Regions from separate parts of the Oryzias latipes genome. Here region 1 is linked to region 2. The links are chromatin contacts, called in public Hi-C maps. All regions are on one chromosome and are shown on one strand. The core of a region is the stretch at or near the end of the contact, and the rest is flanking DNA. Distances in the headings are between cores, read along the strand shown. Region 1 holds the start of terb2 (telomere repeats-binding bouquet formation protein 2). Region 2 overlaps LOC101166369 (tight junction protein ZO-1).

Region 1 (6,331 bases), core at 986-3,485, 46 kb after region 2:
GATTGAGTTACTTTTCTAGATTAACAAAGGAAATCTGTGACTCGTAGTTAGAGCTGGGAAAGAGAGCACAGTGAAGCTTTCAAGTTTCATGAACTATAGTGAAAGAAACAATGTTTAATGCACTGAAACTATGTCAGATGCATTTTATCCTTTTATAAACTTTAGAAAATTGTAAAATAAAATAGAAATAATAATAAAAAAGAAAGGTAGAATACTGATATTAGGTTTGTTAAACACAATGTAAAAGAGCTCTTCCACTCTCGGCTTCTCCCATCAGGGGTCGCCACAGCGAACGAGTCGCATGGTAGATTTGGCAATGTTTTACGCCGGATGCCCTTCCTGACGCAACCTTCTCAAACCGGGCTTGGAACCGGCAGAGGTAGAGAAGGGAACAGGGAGCAGCCCGGAGTCGAACCCTGGTTTCACGGACGGCAGGCGCCACAAACCAGCACGAGCTAAACCGGCTCCACAATGTAAAAGAGCTAATACCCCAAAAATGAAGAATGACAATTATTACAAAGGGATTTTTTCCACATTTTTTGCAGCAGGACAATTGTTGGATTATAAAACAGGCCTCTGGGCGGGCACAGATATGAACAAAGTCTCTTTCTTAATCTGACAGTTACAGCTTCAATAAAATGAAAAACCATGTAACTGCAATTAGGTCATTTTTCCCTGAACCTGATGAGCTTTGAAACCACTTTGTTTAAATAATATCAGTCTTTTTTGTGGTTTGTTTTGTCTTGTCTACACATGGTTGAGGTGGATTAGTCCATTCAGTCTGTCCTAGTTTGTCTAGTTCTCTGTTTAAACAGAATAGAATAGAATTTTTTTATTTGAACTTTATGAATTGTTTCAAAATTCATTACAGAAGTGTACTATTTTGGATTTTTTGGACTGTAGTCTGATTTCAAGCTTTGAGATTGTGGTCTGTGGTGGATTTCTCTCATCTTTACGAGTTATTCTGAGGAATTCCAAAGAAAATTGTGGGGTTTGTTCTTCATTTGGCCCAGGCAAATGTCCGGTCGCTAGGAGACGAGACAGTTTTGGGCAGGGACTTCTTTAAATGTCCAGAGTTGGATTTTATTTTCATTTCATTGTCCTTAAATTCCTTTCACCTGTGTGTTTATTAGCGGGCTTGTAGTCCTTCCCTTACGTTTCTACTTTAAACGCTTCACATCCATTTTATTGTTTTGTTACTGTCATGTGGGAGAGGTGTGTGTGTCATTTGATATAAACTGTATAAATAGTGATGTTTTGTTGTTTTCAGCTAACAGTTTGATGCAATTTAGATAGATGTAAAAAAAATAATTAATAAATACTTGCTCACAGTGTATAGTTGTTTAGTACATTATAAAACTTGGCTTATGTGTTTTTCTTCATGTTCCCATGCAGCTGTTTTGGTTCTCTGTTTCTTGCAATGATTGCCAGATAAATCAGTCTCCAATAGTTTTTGCTGTGTCACAATGCTTCTTTCATACTTAAAACTATGCAGCAGTACAGTTTTTTACATTAGCTTTCTCTGAACTTATCTATTTATGGCTACCCTTTCTTGAACCTTTCTCAGATTTCTGACAGGGGTCTAGGAGTAGCTTAAGTGTGAAAAATCCAATTTTAATGAACAAAAAAAAAAGAACCTCACTCAGTCTCTTATTCCAGCTTTGAACATTCATTATTGAAATTAAGCTAAGAAATCCTGTTCTGTGAACTGAGTTCAACCATTTACCAACACTTAATACGGATTTTATTCTAAAGGGATGTCACTGTTCATGTTTGCTGCAAATCGAAATCCTTGGTTCAGGACTTTTAACAAATGAACCCTTTTGATCCAATGCAGTCTGTTGTTGTGTCTAGATGCTGGATCTTGTTCATTTGAGGGTTTACAGTTTTAAATGGTGCAGTTTTTTTCTTGTATCTACACATTGTAGATAAACATTGTGACTTTTTTTTGTCACTGATGCCCCCCACTGTTGTAATCCATCTACACCCATGCTGAGTAAGGTGCGTCTAACATGGCTGCGCCTTACTCAACTTTGAACTGTATGTATGTATTTCTGTTGTATGTCTGACCTTGTTCGAGTTGTACTGGAAAGAAATTTTGTGTGTCAGTGTATGCTGTGCATTTGAAAATAAACCTGATTCTGAAATGTCATAGAAATTTTAGACTATTTATGGTAAGTGTAACTCTGCTTTCTTCTCCTCTTAAACTTTGTGCTCAGATGCAGAGTTGTCGCTTGCTATGAGACCACAGACACCTGTCAGAGTTTTTTATTTTTTCAGGGACTCCTTTCTACTCTGTCGGAATGGTGCTATAAGGTATTTGTTGAGCTTCTAAAGATGCCACATAGGAATATGCTGGATTCTACTGTTCCAATATCAAATAGGTGCAACTGAACTGTGAATTGACAAATCTATGTTTAGTTTCATCTGCGCTAAAAACAAGCTCCATGTCTCTCTGGGAATCATGAAAGACTGTTGTCTATCAAAACGAAGTAAAATGTGCAAAACCACAGTATTTTCCATGTCTGTCATCTGAAACAGTCACAAACCCCAGATCCTTCCTGAATACCGGTACTCTAGATTACCTCTCTCAGGGTTCTTTGTTGGGTCTTTTTTTTTTCTTTTAACAAGTTTTCATATATACCAGGATTTATATTTAGAAACTGTTTTTTCTTACCACTGCTTTGTTGGAGTTAAATTTACCTTTTGTTTAAAGTCGGCATGGGCTGTGATTCAAAACAGACAAACTGTCGGAAGGATTTAAAACGTGGATGGATTCGAACGTTTAATTAATTTTTACCAGACTAAGACCGAAACCATTATATTAGTATAATCAAAATTAATAAATGGTCACCTAGTCCTATTGAACATTCAGTAAAGCAATTTAGGAGTAACCATACTTTAAACTAGAACAGAAGCATAGCTCTGTGGTTGTGTAATGTGTTTTCAAACAGGCTAAAACACAGTGATTTTACTGACATCTGGTGACAGGTGTAATAGAAGTGTGTCAGAAATCAATTAAACCGTAGGACCCAAAATGCAGGAGACAACGTTGGTGCGAGAAAATAAATGCTTTAAAAAGACAAAGCATGGCAGAGGATTTGACCAAAATGAGTTGAAAACAAAACACTCAATTAACTGAGGATGATTAACTGAAACGAACAGCTGTGGATAATTAGCAAATGAAACCGACAAGTGAGACTGTACCAAATAAGCTTGAAAACAAAACAGTACAAAAACAAAACACGAAAAACATTAAAAAAAATAAATAAAAAACCCACACAATTTTAGTGTAAAATATGAAAGATTGTAATAGCAAAAATCAAATAAAGACACAGCCAAGCGTGACCTTATGTTAAAGCCTCATAGTCACGCTGAAAAACAAGAGGGGAGGGGCGCTATTTCTCTTCTAGCAGAGCGATTACGTAAGCGGGATGCACTCGGAGGCAGGGCGCATTTTAAGGACTAACACCTGCTCAGACAGTCTTTACGCATGCCCATTCCAACACTTCCGGCAAAATTGGCGGGAAAAACAGCTCAAAATATATGTAATTTTAAACTAGCAAACATATTTGGGACTTTCCTATCAAAGTTATGTTTCAGTGTAGGACGGCCTGGTTTTCCAAAAGTGTGAATGAGGCACACCTCAAGTTTTGGGGTAAGAAATCTCTTTCCAACGGCTTCAAAACACAGATAAAATTGTGTATGTATTATTGTGTTATTGTAAAGTAATAATCTATTGTAAATATAGCTCCTCAAAAATACCAAAAATAAAAGTAAAAATTTTTGTTTTCACATGTAGCACAAAAGTATAGAAAGTTATATAGAAAATGTGATTTTTATTTTAAGTAAATAACTACACATTAAACTAAATGTCTAGTGTAGAAATTCGATCCTGCATATTTTAGATGCACCTGAACCCACATATTTGTGTGTGACCATAGGAGTACTATATATAGGAAAAATCAAGGTAAAATGTGGTAAATTTCCATTCATTGTGATGTCTTGGAAAAGGTTAAACTTTGAGTCTCCAAAGGACATGTAGAATAACACACACTTCTTAGATCTGCTTTGCTGGTTGCTTGTTTTGATGATACTTCTCTGGTAGTACAAGAAGGTGGGACCATCACAGGCTGGAGAAAAGCCGATTTCATCTTTAGTGAGGATGCAACATCCTCTGACACTTTAAGGTGAGACGAATGCTAGAATAAGAAAAAATAAAGAAGGGATACAAACAAATGGAAAAACCATTTCACATTTTTATTTCTTTTTTTAAGGATATTTGAGAGCAAAGATTTCCTCTGGGACAAAGTGACAGTTTTTCACAGCTTGTTCCTATTGACCTGTGAAAAAAGGCAGAGTGTGAAATCCGTATGCATTGGTCATTATGTGCTACCCCCAGTCCCAGTGCAGAACGGTGAGGATTACAACACGTTTATTGATTCACTGTAAGACACAAGTATATGGTATATACTTACTATAACTATATGAAGAAAGAACACTTTCACACAGCTTGTCTATGAAGATCATTATTGCCATCAGTGCTCATCTGTGGAAAAGCTGTTGCTTCATGTCAGGGAAAAAAACATTCAGAAAAATTGAAGCCATTGCAGATGTCCTAGATTTGCTTCTGGTACCTACAGGATATTTTTAGTTCTTGTTGTCTTTTAAGTGTATCAAGTTTTCTGTCTTTAGTTCAACCCCCCTCCCCCAAAAAGGTTCCTCCAGGCTTTAGCTATTCTTTTAGTTGTAACTAACTTAGTGTATTTCTATTGTTAAAGAGATGAGAAAGGCGGTTGGAAGATTGATTTGGGAGGGTGAAAGTGATCCATCAGTTACACAGGTAATTGTACCATTTAGGATAACATTTAGGACAGGTGGATTATGTAGGGTAATAGTTAAATATCCAAACTGACAATGTTTTTTTGCAGGAAAATTCAGTGAGTAGTAAATGCCTGGATGAGGAGAGCGGAGAAGAGCTCAGCGTAAGCAAGTGTGTTGACTTCACTGTGAGTCTTTGGAACTGAAGTGGAATTTGCACTTTTTTAATCCAGTCTTTGTGAACAGCTGTGAACCATCTGATGAAGATTCATCTCCTGAAAAGGAAAATCACCTAAGAAACAAAGCAAACGGTACTCTCACAGGTAAATTATTTGCACATCAAAGCTGCACTCTGGTCATCTTTTGTCCTGTTGTAAAAGCCTTCCCAGTTGTCTAGTTATGGTTATGCCATTTTTTTTTAACTCTTGATTTCTAGAACAAGGTTTTTGCAGAGTGACTGTAGTTTATTATAGATTGTTGGTGGGACTGTTGGTGCAGAGCCCCCCCCCATCATCCATAACTGAGACACATATGCATATATGTACACTCTCTTCTGCTAGCTTACAGCCCCAACACCATCAGACGTACATACGAAGACATGCATGACAAACATCAGAATGGAGCGGAGTAGTTAGCTTGTGACCTTCCCAGCGTATTTTCTATGTCACAAATACACTCGTTTTCAAAGGTCATGTTTTTCACCTGCTCCTGTGATTGCACTTCCTTTAGGTCAGGAGCCGAGCAGCAGCGTTCTGGATGAACAGCAGTTGTCTCACAGCACATTTACTGAGGCCATTTTGTTCATCTTACTACAGATAAAAGTGTGAATAAGTCTTTGTTGGTTTGGTTTGGTATTCTTTTTATTCTTTAGTGATACTAAAAGTGTTTATCTTTATTTAAAATAGGTCAAAAGAACATATAAAAATGGTCAACTTATCTGTTTTTTAAAAGACAAAAAGATTTTTCCTTATCAACTTATATGTTAAAGTAACAAGATTTCAGTTCATCTGGAAGCAGTTAAGCAAAATCTTTTTCAGATTTAAAGTTTTTTTTTTTATGGCTCATCAAGTTAGATCAATTTATAATAAGCCTATTTTTAAAAAGTGAACGTCTATATTCTAAATTTGAATATTGTCCCTGTTGATTGTTATTTATTGATTCATATGAAACTCCCCAAAAAAATTGATGGAGGTTTGCTTGTTTCTTGTTTGGTTCCATCAGGGTACATCAGCATGGACAGCCTGCAGAAATATTCAGGTGAACTGAGTGATTATTATCCAAAGCATTTCCCATGCTTGAACTGTGGAGCCTGCGTCTGTTTGACCCCCCCCATAACCAAAAGAAAGGCTGACAAAAAACTTGACACAATCTAAAAATGATGGACGCTGTATTTTGTCACAGTACAGTGTTTATAGCAGTGGTTATTAAACATTTATGTTAAGGTCCATTGTTGCCAAGCTGGGCCTTTTGGAATGCCTACATTTGGTTTTACAAAAGCATTTGATTGGTT
Region 2 (6,073 bases), core at 2,087-4,586:
GGTTTGCCATTTGTGGTTTGTGGCCACCAACAAGCCAGAGTTCTAACCACCAACCACCTGGGTTTATAAGTTTGTGAGAACCACAGGAGATTCCTTGATGCATTCATGCACTTTACTCACACTAAAAAAAAACATGTTACTGCTTTAATTTGAGTAGTGTAACAAGAAGCCTATCAGTTGGAAGACTTTCAGTGTGGAAAAATTGAGTTTCAGCTATTCTCAAAATGTTTTTTTGTTGTATCTACATTAGACAATATATGAGAAATGGGAGTGACCTACCTTTTGGAGACCATAGTTAGCTAAAATACATTGAGAGGAACTTAATTTAATCTATCTAAAAGCACAAATACACTAAGATACCTGATGGAAAGGTTTTAACCAATCTTTCATCTGGAACCAGGCCATAAGGAAAGCAGTCTAAGAAGTCTTCTTAACTCTGCAGATGCAATTCTTAGGCCCACAGATTTACTGTGCACAACTTCTGTATGTGTCTATGTCATTCCACTGACTTTCACCAATAGTGTGTTTTTGTGGCCCAGAACAGAGTAGTGAGTTCTCTGTTGGCTTTTGTTGAATAAATAATAGCAGAAATCCCAGAGGATCCATAGACTTTTGCTCTTTTTATCTTTAGCCCAGACAGTGCTATTTTTTCTCACCCACCAAAATAGAAGCATCAACACAGCTTTAAGAGGTGGATTGTTCCTCCCATCCTTCATTAATGTTTCAAACTTTCACTTGTAGATGTGCTGTGATGGTCCACAGCAGGACAGGAAAACAGAGGGCAAAGTCGCTTGAGCAACATGCCTTATGTGATGCACAGAAGTGTTGATGGAATGGACGAGGATTTTTTTTTTTAGTTTGAAACTTAATCTTCAAAGGACTCCAGGATGTGAAACTTAGTCTTTACATCAATGCCATGTGAAAAATTAGACTTTATCTGAATATTGCATGGATTCTATTCCTCAAAGCGTCTCCCACCACCTAAATGTATTCAAAAAATGTCTTAGATAAAATAATACAACTTTAAAATACTTTGATCGTTAAGAGGGGTTAATACCAATTTTAACAAAAGTTATATATTCAAACTGTTTTTGTACTTACAGCAAGGTTTATTTCTGTAAAATCACAAGAATATTGGTCTTATTTATTGGATATAAATGTATGATTTCTCCACAGCTGACAGCAGGAACTATAATGGATGCTCCAAAGTTATAAGGCTTTACTTAAGTAATTTGTGAGCAGGAAACCCAATCAAATTGATTTGACTTTATTTGAATTAAAGTGCAGTTTTAAAGCATGCATGTTCTAGAAGAGCTGTTCAAATTTTCTTTTATTTTTTCCACAAACAAGCAAAACTGAGTTAATATGTTCAATGACTGGCTGTGAGGGACGCAGGGATCATTTTATGTGTGAGCAGTCACTAAACAGAACATACCAACTACTGATGTGTAGTTTTCTTTAAATGTTTCTGTCATATTCCTCTCTGGTAAAAGTTTAAGTGAGATGTAACACAATATGTCCAGGCAAAATTGCAAGCCCACCATTACAGAAAGCCTACACACATAACAGCATTTTACATCAGCAGGGATGGGAGTCCTGGGGTTTCCTTTTAAAATATATGTGATGCACTACAAGTCAAAGAAGGCTCAGATCAAAGATTTTATAAGAGAAGGGTAAGCATGTGGAATCCTAACTCCTGAGAGTTTACTGTCAGATAGACAAATGGGCTGGATAAACTAGCTTGACAGTTGTTGCAACATGGACAGCAAAACCATCCAGTTTCAGTTTCTGTGACTGACTATTTCAGAAGCATGTCAACATTTTTTTTTACAGTTTTTTTTTTTTATTTCCCCAATAAAAGGTTCATCATTGATCCTTTGTATCATAAATGCCCCCAGTTTTAGTTTGAAAAGTAGCTTCTTTGCCACTCAAAATTCAGTTATGTGACCAGTGACAAAACTTGTTTGGACTAATTCCAGATAATTGTGTCACATAGCTTTTAAATGTCAAGTGTTTGTCTTAAAATACTTTTTATGAATTAGGAAATAGGAAATAATCAGTCAGAACAATGAAGCTAGACCAATGTATATATAAACTGTAGGTACTTAGCATTTGAAGTTCCATAGTTGGATAAGTCCTCCTAAATTACAACACAAATTTTGCCAAAAGTGCTACAATAAAAAAAAACAAAAAAAAAAACAGGAAAGTAAGAAGCAACTGTATTGACCTAGTGAAAAGCAGTAATGATTTAGGTAGCGTGTAGTGGAGCGCCCCAGGGGGTTTTAAGTCCCACTCCGATCATGTTTTGATCTACTTTAAAAGCGTTCCCGGTGGTGTTTTCATTATGATTATGCTGTTTTTAGCCCAAATATAAAAACTGTGCCGTTTTCTAGGACAATGTTTCTGCAGAACGGTGGTAGTTCATTAGAACATCAGTTATTGGCGTGCAGTAAGCCCACCCACACTTCCCATAATCCATCTGTTTACACACTCTTCTGCTAGTTTACAGCCCCTTACAACACCAACCTAACATTACTAGTGCAATAGAAATGGCGAGCGAAGCAGCCGTACAGTTTTGAGCCAGATGTCAGCTCAGACGAGAAAAACAGGACATGGATCTAGTCATCTACAAGCGGGTGCATCGGAATGGAGCGGAGAAGGGAGCTTGTGGCTTGATATTCATTGTAGGTTCTACATCATACCTACAAGCTTTTTACAACAGCAATTTTGTATCTGCTACTGATCCACAATGATTTGAATAAAGAAAGACTCATAAATTCAGTTTTAATCTTAATTTTCTTTATGTATGTTCTTCATCCTAAGAAAATTGCTACAAAAACATGTTGAAAACACTAAAACACAATTTTCTTCGGAGTGGATCTTTAAAAATCCTGAGATAATTTAGACTGTACCTTAAATTTAGAAACTGCCAAAAAAAAAGCAATGGGGGTCAATCAAAAGTGATGAATTCAGCGTTTGGTCGTTGCAGCCACTCAGCGGTGTCGTCTCATAGCATGTCGTGGACTGTCACCCCCACCACCTTCAGCCCTCTTTAACAATCACTAATGGATTAATTTGTGTGAGGTGGAAATTTTGCTTTTCTTAACCTTAATGAGACTTGCTCATGCTCAGGCCAGAGGCCAGCCGCTGAGCGAAGGGAGGAATAAATAATGACTCCTAACACAGACGCACCAGGCAACCCTCGTATAAGGCCATTTAACATAACAAACATCCAAAACGAGCATGCGCAAGCTTGAACTCCCACAGACCCACGCAAACACACACTGACATGGTGGACTGTCAACCTGGGGAGAAAGGACGGGGGTGGATGAGGAGACATCACACAATGAACATTTATTAAAGGAGACATCTACAGAGGGTCAAGAAAGAAAGAAGGTAGTGGGTGGGGGTGGGTGTTTAACAGGCCTGTGCAGAGACAGGACGATTTAGCTGAGTCCACTGTGGTGACATAAAAAGGGGCGTAGCAAGCACGCATTAACAGCAGATTGGCATGTTTTTACATCATAAACTGTTGGTCGCGTTCCCAAATACCACCCGGCCCACATTAATCGTGAACATGCACGAACCTGTGTGCACAGCAAGGTACACAGACACAAGTGCACAAGTACGCATGAGTTACCCAGAGGGCCAGTTCTCAGCTCAATGGACAATCCCAGAGTTAGGAAGGGTTTTTCAGATCCAAGCAGCTTATCCAATCATTTATCAGATTAATACTTTTCATGAGAATAAACCACTCATAGAGAGATGCATATGGAATGTGTCTATCTAAAAACCAAAGAAATATTATGCAACTAAAGGTTATCCCATGTTTGAGGCTGCATTAGCGCTCTGCTTGTGCAGATTTCAACTTTAATAAAACTGTTTTTCGTGGTAAGAATGTGCTAAAAAATAGACTTTTGGTGTGAATTTAAGCAGGATAAAATGCATTTTCAGTAAATGTCATCTCAGATTATTATTTCTGTACCTGAACACATAAAGTTGCACCAGAAATCTGAATGTGCCTTACATTGGAGTCGAGCAGGTCGATGCTGTCCAGGCTCTTGCTGCGGTGAATGCGGCCTTTGATGCGGCGCAGAGATGGTTTGGCCTGGCTCACTGGAAGTGAGAGGGTTGATGTGGCGGGCAATGTCAGAGCACCAGCGCCACCTGTAGCACCCACAGGCCCGTCAGAACATCCGGCAGCACCCGACGGGGACATTTCTCCATCTTGAGGAGTCACCCTGCATGATAGAATGAAACTATTTTGTCATAACCCAACTGCAGATAAAATATAGAAATGGTGTATTTCTCCTGCAAGGCATGTTCATTTATGAATTTTCACCATAGGCACCCCTTTCTTATTCACTGTGTGGTCTCAAGTATAACATTTTTGCAGTTTTTTTTGAAGGCTACTTGGAAAACCATTGTTACGGCTGTGGCCGTATTTGGTTTTGTTCTGTGTTTTTTGTATTATTTCTGTATCAGAGTGGGACTTGTGTTTTTTGGGGATCTTTGTGTGTCTGTTTGTGTCTAATTATTTGCAGGTGTGGTTCATGTAGGTGTGGCCTCCAATTGGACAAGCTGGTGGAGGCAGCCTTTCAAAACCACCACATGGACCTCCACACCGGGAGAGGGGAGCCTTGCTGCAACAGTCTCCACTGCAGCTTGGCCCTCTTCTCCATTTTGTTTTTGATTTCACCTCTTGTTTAGTTGTGCACTTTTGTATTTTGTATTCTTAGTTCTTCGTAGTTTGTATTGTCTGTGCCCACTCTGATTAGTCTTTTGGTTTATAGTTATTTGTTTAAGTGAAGCTGTAGGGGTGAACCGCCATTTTGTTTAGTACACGTTTTCTCCTGTTTTTGTTAGGTTAGGGAGGTTAGAGTTTTGTCATTTATTTCCCTTTCCTTTCATTTACAGGTAAGATGACATGTTTCAGTTAGTTGGGGTTTCGTTTGTTATTTTGGCCTGGGTTCACCCTGAAGCCTTTTAGCTTCACTATTAGTTCTTGTTGGTTGGTGTTTGTTAATTTGTAAATAAAGTTCTTATATTTTTATGGAGACATTCGTTTGGTGTATTTGTTACAGTTAATTTATTAGTCAAACCTTTACTTTTTTATGTTATGCCCCCCCTAGCACCCCTAGACACAAAGGGGGCGTAACACCATGATGTCTCCCCTTTTCTCCTTTTTTCCCATCACCACTGCAAAGAAAACTGGCAGTAATCAGTTGACAAAAAGTGTTATTCTAAATTTTTTTTGCAAAAAAAAAAAGAATATTTACTATTTTTAACCTCATAGCTTCAGACCCAATTACTGCAAGTAAGAGAACAACTTTCAAGCTTTTTCCAAAATCGTATTGTCTTGTGGTCTCCAGAAGTTGCTACAAAAAATTCACTCAGGCAGTTCCACATCGAAATAAAAACAGGAAAACTACTGGAAGTCTAAAGAATATGAAGTTTCTGTCTTTACTTTAAAGGACATTGCGTCCTGTTGGCAAAAGCTGAACCCAAGCAAGTGTGAATAATTGGGCTGAATGTCAGCGGGTAGCCTGCAGATGGAGACTGAGCATGGAGAGTCTATTTATCTTCCATTAAAGACACATTGAGGCTTCTTCTTCCATGTGTTTGATTTATACAGTCACTTAAGGCAAACATTTAAACACAAATCACAAGGTGCTTAACTGATTTATGCATGTATTTAGTTATTGGGGGGCATTTAATGTTTAAATCACAGGTGATATGAATTGTAACAGGAAAAAGGTTAAAATAAGATGGAAATAACTAAATTAGGAAAAAATGGATGGGTGAAAATAATTGTCATGATAAAAACATGGAAAACTGGAAAGGGAACAACCATTTATGTTACTATCTGACGTTTATATCATTCAAAAATCAATATTTGTGGGTTTCCACAAGAAGTAAACAAGCCCATTTGATGTTTTATTTTCTACCATATACCTAATATTCTGAGCAGAAAACAATTAAATAGTCAATTCAAGCACATGAGCATCTTTTAACAACTGGTGGTTCATTTACTTATAACAGACAAAGGATAGGCTCAGCTCCCAGAGTTTGT

What was found. Hi-C and Micro-C count contacts between places; a contact is called where the count stands out from the background.
Region 1: a Hi-C map of embryo shows a contact between it and region 2, with 1.9 times the contacts expected there. The contact joins the promoter of terb2 here to the enhancer-like site in region 2. A contact is called at or near these places in 2 of 5 Hi-C or Micro-C datasets (embryo and gastrula embryo).

The regions. Positions count from the first base shown.
Region 1 is chr3:18,676,724-18,683,054 of ASM223467v1, forward strand. terb2 (telomere repeats-binding bouquet formation protein 2) reads left to right here and starts at 2,236. Exons shown (of 8, transcript XM_020713639.2): 1 at 2,236-3,658; 2 at 4,109-4,190; 3 at 4,278-4,417; 4 at 4,782-4,843; 5 at 4,932-4,993; 6 at 5,068-5,144; 7 at 5,551-5,642; 8 at 6,043-6,331. The coding sequence starts at 3,595. The coding sequence ends at 6,087.
Region 2 is chr3:18,629,990-18,636,062 of ASM223467v1, forward strand. It overlaps LOC101166369 (tight junction protein ZO-1), which reads right to left. Exons shown (of 30, transcript XM_011489604.3): 2 at 4,028-4,241. Among protein-coding and RNA genes, the nearest start is that of LOC101166369, 24 kb to the right of the region's middle. Within about 2 kb of position 3,337, at least 1 of the 8 cell types and tissues checked has an H3K27ac peak or open chromatin away from gene starts, as enhancers often do. A contact at or near this core is called in embryo, where this site is marked.